Regions from separate parts of the Zea mays genome. Here region 1 is linked to region 2. A link is a contact called in public Hi-C data. All regions are on one chromosome and are shown on one strand. The core of a region is the stretch at or near the end of the contact, and the rest is flanking DNA. Distances in the headings are between cores, read along the strand shown.

Region 1 (3,359 bases), core at 464-2,963, 640 kb after region 2:
TTGTTGCACAGATGATAAATCATTGTATTGTACGTGCAAATATCAGGCTTGCACCCCTGACTCTTCATCTCTTGGACAAGCCTTGTCGCTTGATCAAGCTTGCCATCCTTGCATAAGGCATATATGATACCATTGTATCCTTGGGAGTTCATACTAAAGCCCTTGGCTAACATCTGATCCAGCATTGCTCTTGCGTCATCCCACATGCCATTCCTGCAAAATGAATGCAGCAAGGTAGAGTAGGTCACGATATTTGGTGCACAACCCTTCTCCTCCATCTCATCAAGCATCCGCACTGCTGAACCAAATCTCCCAAGCTTGCAAAGGCCATGCATCAAAATACTGTATGTGTGCACATCAGGCGGGCATCCTTTTGAACCCATCATCTCATACAACTCTGTTGCCCTGGCCAGCTTCCCCTCCGTCAGACATCCACGGATCACCGTGTTAAGCATCACCACGTTCACCTCCGGCAACCTCCCGAGCATGGCGCACGCCTCGTCCGCCTGCCTTGTTCGGCACAGCCCTTGCAGGAGGAACCCATATGTCACCACACTTGGCATGCATCCCTGCGTCATCATCCTGTCCACCAGCCTGGCTGCCTCTCGCACGCGCCCGAGCCCGCACAGCCCGAGCACCAGGTCGTTGAAGGTGTTCACGTCCGCCGCACACCCCATGAGTAACATCTCGTCGAGGAGCATCGCGGCCTCGGCGACCCCGCCCTGCGCGACCAGGGCGTGGATGACAGTCTGGTAGAGAACCGCATCAGGCACGCATCCGTGGCGCGCCATCCCGCGGAGCAGCGCGAGCGCGTCGCCGGCGCGGCCGAGGCGGCAGAGCGCGCGCGCGGCGACACCGAAGGTGAAGGTGGTGGGCGGCACGCGGTCCCTGAGCATCCGGCGGTACAGGAGCAGGGCGTCGGCGTGGCAGTCGGCCCTGGCGAGCGTGGAGAGGACGACGTTGTAGGAGCGGAAGGAGGGGGAGACGGCGAAGCGGCGGGGCATCTGGTCGAGCAGGTGGAGCGCGCGGCCGGGTGGCAGGGAGCGGAGCAGCGGGAGCAGGAGGGACTCGCGGAGCGGGGGCAGGCGGGAGGCCGGCAGGGAGTCGAGGAGCGCGAGCGCGCGGTCGGGGTCGGCTGCCGCGAGGATGGGGCGGAGCGGGAGGGACGAGAGCGAGAGCGCCGGGTGGGACGACGCGTACCAGTCGAGGAGGAGCAGGGAGGTGGCCGGCGCGAGCGGGAGCGCGAGGAGGCGGGCCAGGCGGCGCGGGGTGAGCGGGTGCGAGGACAGCGTGGCGCGGAGGCGGGAGAGGTCGAACGGCGCGAGCAGCTCCGGCCATGACGTCGCGGCGGCGGAGTTGAGCGCGGGCCGCGGGGGCGGGCACGGGGGCTCGTCCATGTCAGCGCGTGGCGCGCAGCGAGTATCCCGCCGCCGACAGCGCTAAAGATTGCCGCTGCCGTCCTAGTCGTCGCGCTTCAGGCCGCCGGCGCTGCCGCCCCGGGGACAACATTTGCCGAGCTGGGGACCACCATCGCGGAGGACAGAGGAGAGGGACCACGTTCAGTTCAGGCGAGTGGATGCATAGCACCAGACTAACTGCTTGGGCTGTTCTTTTGGTATGGGCCGGCATACTCTCCTGTTTCCATTTGAAAAAAAAACGTCATAGGCCGTATCGTATCGTATCGCACTGGGCTGAAATTTGGCCACACACAACATGGAAACCCTCATCGGGCACATCGTTCTCAGGAAGTAATCCAACGGCTGGGACTACACCCCAGCTCCTTTATAAACAGGCCACCTCCCCATCCTTTCGACGATATCATGTCACCTGGCCGCTAGCTAGGGTTTGGTCTTTACGGCCGCCGCCGCTTCTGCAGACGTCCCGTGCCCTTTGCTGTTTCAGCGTTCTTTCTTGTAGTTTCATGAAGCATCTTGGTTGGTTTGTTTCTTGAGTGTCTCTTCCTTTTCTCCCCTTTGCTCCTCTTTGTGCAGTTTTGTTCAGAGAGACGATGTTTTCCTCTTTTTTGTCGTCCTTAAGAATTTATTTCTCTCTTCTGTTGCGAGCTCTGATGAGGACTGTGATGAAAAACACAATCAAAACACACCATCTTTCGGGACTGATTGGCTCGATACGAGCCATGCTGCCAACTCTGCAATTCTGACGTCCCCATTCCAGCCCGCAGATTTTCTTTTGCATTTCCACGCTTTTATTCATGCGTCTGTATGCTGCATCGTAAAAAAATTGATCTGAAATACTTTGACAGTGGCCTGTGACGAAACTCAGCAATCAAAAACACCATCTTTCGGGGCTGATTGGCGCGAGCCATGCTGTCACACTGCAAAGAATTCTGAGGCCAAACAGAGTATAACCACTTTTGAGTCTGATACCGCATTGGCCATATTTTTTTTTTCAGGAAAATGGTAACAGCAAATCAGACCAGAAAGACTTCTTGGTTCTTAGGCGTTTCAAAATATTGTAGCCTAGTATTTTCATGGTATTGCTATTTTTTGAACAAACCACTGAACGGTACCCGTAAAAACTGCCAACGTTAAAAGTGAATTAACTACTAGTTTTATTTTACATTTGTAGGATGTAATGTGCTGCAGAATTTGAGATGGAATTGGATACCTGCAGATTATGATTACTTACACTGCTTGTGGGTACAAGTCCTATGGATCGCCCTTGCCGGTGATGACGCGGAAGTGCAGCAGGATGCTGCTGCTAGGCTCAATGAAGCTGAAGCCCGATGTCCACTTGGCAGTCGCAGAGTGGGTGAAATATTGATCTACGACCCATGTAGGCCTCGGCATGGCTGTAAAAATGACTTCGGCTCTTGTCCTCTTGAGCTAGTGTTATCTTAACATATTGTTTGGCAAAACGACTCATTGATGTGGAGGGAGCCCTCCCAAATAGACCCGTAATAACCAGATACATACACTGCTTGAATCTACTTTGAGAGTAGAACAAAGAATGAAATACTCAACCGCATGCCTCCTCTTCGCCCAATCCCACCCCTGACCAATGGAATGCTCTGAGTTTGATGCTCCCACAATCTCCGCTAAAGTAATCAAATAGAAAGCACCATTTGTTTGGACGAGGCTGGTAACGTGGGGAGAGGAGCCGTGGGAGAGTAAAACGATCAAAAGGGGCGGTATCAGTTTGTACAGGCATTGCATTCGATTGCGTGTAACAGCTCTACGCAAACAAACAGGTGTAGCCTTGCCTATCTGTATTCAGGTCGCGTTACAAACATCGTACCAAAACACCACCTTAATTATTCAAATGTAGATCCTCACATGTGGATTTTTGTTGCAGTTTATGGCTTCTCGCATTAAGTTCTGTAATTGGTTTGAATTCAG
Region 2 (3,062 bases), core at 264-2,763:
GGATGAGAAACACAGAAAAGAGCTGAAGGCAGAGTCCTATAATCTGGTGAGCAAATAAATGAAGGCAGAGTTCATAGTGTCCATGTCCAACATTCAAGGTTGCCAACATGAACCAAGAAATGTTTGGTAAATGTGACTGAAAAAGATTCAGTGGCATTAGAAGCAAGATCTTGTCCCTCACTCTGAGATGCATTCTTAAAACTACTTGTCTTACTGTCAAAGATATACCAGGAGAAAATGAAAAAAATGAGAACTTGAGCCTTTTAGGTTGAGTGCTGAGCGGGTATCAAACAGTCATGTAGGAAAAAATATTAAAATAAATGAGCCTAAAAATAGGTGAATCAACTAAGAATTTCTACATAGTACAAGGAAATCAGGGCTTATATGTGAAGCAGGCTTGGGGGTAAAGATTCAATCCCCTGCATGTTATTAGATGTGACCAAATTATCTAAACAGGATAACTAAAACCACTTTAGCGAAATCGCCTCCTGCTCTGACGTCAATCTAAGAGGCTGAAGCAGGAGCAATTCCCCTGATGGGCCAGAAACAGAAGATAATCCATACAGGTTGGAAACTTTTGTTCTTGAAAAATTCAAACCACTTGCAACCTGTTAGACAGAACAGATGCCACACAACTTCAGCTAAAAGCATGCCTTAAATTCTAACCAATCAGAAGCACAATCAAGATTCCTGATAGCAAAAGAAGAACAGCACACGAGCTCAATCTGGAGTCGTGGATGGAAAAAATGAACATAAATCTAATCATGTATCACACTGGAAAGGCAAAACAGGAACTCAAATGGAAGAAGAAATAAAGAGAGAAATAAGTTGCTTGTTCGAATCTTGATAAAAAAATGTGTAGCAATTGACTAGAAGATTTGATTTAATCCTAATCCAACCAAACTGCAACGTGGAAAGAAACTCCAAGAAACTAACAAGAAACCGATATGACCTTAAGCAAACCAAATACTGGGGCTTGCAGATCCGTGAGCACTAAATAAATCACTTCAAGAAGTCTCTTTTTAACATAGATCTGGGGAAACAAAATCTGGATTGTCTAACTGAATTACTGAAAGGAGACAGACAGCAGCAGCTCAAATTGAATTCCGGACACAACTTACATACATGCAAACTTTGAAGTGAAGGAATCCACGAAATCTGATCTAAGCAGTTTCACCTGAAGCAAACCAACCCAAGTACCCAATCAACTCGCCTTGTCAATATAGGAACTCTCTCCCTCACCCCCACCCCACACAAAAAAAAACCCGACTTACTTCTGATGAACCGAGATTGAACTGTTCTTCTTCCGACCGATCTGAGATGAATTACATGGCCACAATCCGAAACGGCAGCCAAGAAACAAAGAGATAGAAATAATTATTTTCCCCAACTAAACTCCTAAAATAGAAATAGAAATTGGATGAGAAGAAATTTACAGCACCAAAGGCGACCAACCTTAGGGTAGCGAAAGACTAATCTGGCGGCTAGCAAGCAATCGAGGCGCCTAATTCCGGGCCAACCGTATGAGAAAATGGAGTGCTGGCTCGTTCTGTATATTGGCCGTTTCTTCCGGTTCTTGCTTTCCTGTTTCTTGCGTTTGTCATGGGAATTTCGTTTTTAATTTAGTTTTAAGGTCCTTTTTTTAAAGAAAATACATTTGATTAATCACCATATGTACCACAGAAAAAAGAGTAAAGTGTTTTAAAATTGTGTCATTTTGGTTCATAAACTCTTAAAATATGTCTTTTAAAAGCTCAATATCTGTTCAGGTTTCTATTACGTACTAACAAGTTGTTATGGTCCACATGGTTAGTCACTATGGTCTGTTAGACCCCATCCACTCTTATCTCTCCTTCGACGACGGATATGTAGGCCGCAACAATCCATTAAAACATAGTAGAGATTCAAACAAAGATTAAACTCTTAACAGACATACTTTAAAAGTTTATGAACCGGATTGACACAATCAGACAAGTTTAAAGATCGATAGTGAACTTTACTCATAGAAAAACCCAAATAATATGTTGGTATTTAAGTAAACCGACAGAAATTTTCTGTCGGTGCGAAACATCTAGGCCCCTAAATAGTATTTTGGTAACTAATGACACTTACATGTAGACTAACGAATTCTTGTAGAAAATAAGAATACATGTTGGGCCATTGAAAGTTGAACTACATTGAAAGTCTTGGAGACTTTGGCATTGATTGTGGAACAACTCAAGGCAAAGGTAACGTATATAGTTTTTACTTTTACCGATCAAAAAGGTGATTAGAGAAGTAAGTTGACTGGATTAGTAGGCTAGATAGCCATAATATTGAGATGGGTCAATGCTGTTTACTTGATAATAAACTTAATGCCTCATAGAGCATATAGATGTTGCATGCACGTGAGAACTAACAACACTTCTGAAATTGTGAAAAGAAAATCTTTTCAAAAGCTATTTGGAAAGTGGCTAAGTTGTCTGAAGGTCGGACCATCCGGACCAGGAGGTCAGACCGTCCGCGTGTCTTCAGACTGGTCCGAAGTTGTACAATAGCATGTGTTCTTAGGAGTGATCTGAAGTGTTTGTACTGCGGACCACCTGGGCTAGGCCAAGTGGCTGGACCCTTCGACGGTACTGATCAGGAAAGGTCCAATTTTTGCATAGTCCCTGAGTTGTTGTACGAACCATCTAGCCGAAGAGTGCAGACCATTTGCAGGTGTCCATATTGATTTGAGCAGAGACTATATATGTGATTCTAGTAGTTTGTATTGCAGACCGTCCGTGCTCATGCCATAGGTAGTACTAACTCATAGGTCGTGGACTGTCTAGTCATGCTCGGCGAATGGTCCGCCCGTATTAAAATCAGGTGGGTAGAGCTCATGGTATTCAAGTTCCCAGGTCACGGACTAGCTGGTCAGGGTCGACAGGCCACCTGTGTCTTGCTTTTCTGACAGCTATAACACACTTTTCAAACAAAAGTAGCTGTTAAAGTGAAGGGCGAACCATCTGGCCCTAGAGCACGGACTGTCCGCGAATGCGTAGAAAGTGGACAGTTTGCCCATAACGTCTAGTTGTGTT

Evidence for each region. A called contact is a pair of places that touch in the nucleus more often than the background predicts.
Region 1: a Hi-C map of leaf shows a contact between it and region 2, with 5 times the contacts expected there. The contact joins the promoter of LOC103632023 here to the promoter of LOC100278243 in region 2. A contact is called at or near these places in 3 of 25 Hi-C or Micro-C datasets (ear, leaf and tassel).

Annotation. Positions count from the first base shown.
Region 1 is chr7:10,717,387-10,720,745 of Zm-B73-REFERENCE-NAM-5.0, forward strand. LOC103632023 (pentatricopeptide repeat-containing protein At5g64320, mitochondrial) reads right to left here and starts at 1,714. Exons shown (of 4, transcript XM_008653875.3): 1 at 1-1,714. The coding sequence starts at 1,397. It overlaps LOC103632024 (a long non-coding RNA gene), which reads left to right and starts at 1,820. Exons shown (of 2, transcript XR_555610.3): 1 at 1,820-2,494; 2 at 2,590-2,992. It overlaps LOC111589909 (small nucleolar RNA SNORD96 family), which reads left to right and starts at 2,073; the gene lies at 2,073-2,166. LOC111589910 (small nucleolar RNA SNORD96 family) reads left to right here and starts at 2,264; the gene lies at 2,264-2,356.
Region 2 is chr7:10,079,986-10,083,047 of Zm-B73-REFERENCE-NAM-5.0, forward strand. LOC100278243 reads right to left here and starts at 1,514. Exons shown (of 3, transcript NM_001151582.2): 1 at 1,456-1,514; 2 at 1,275-1,315.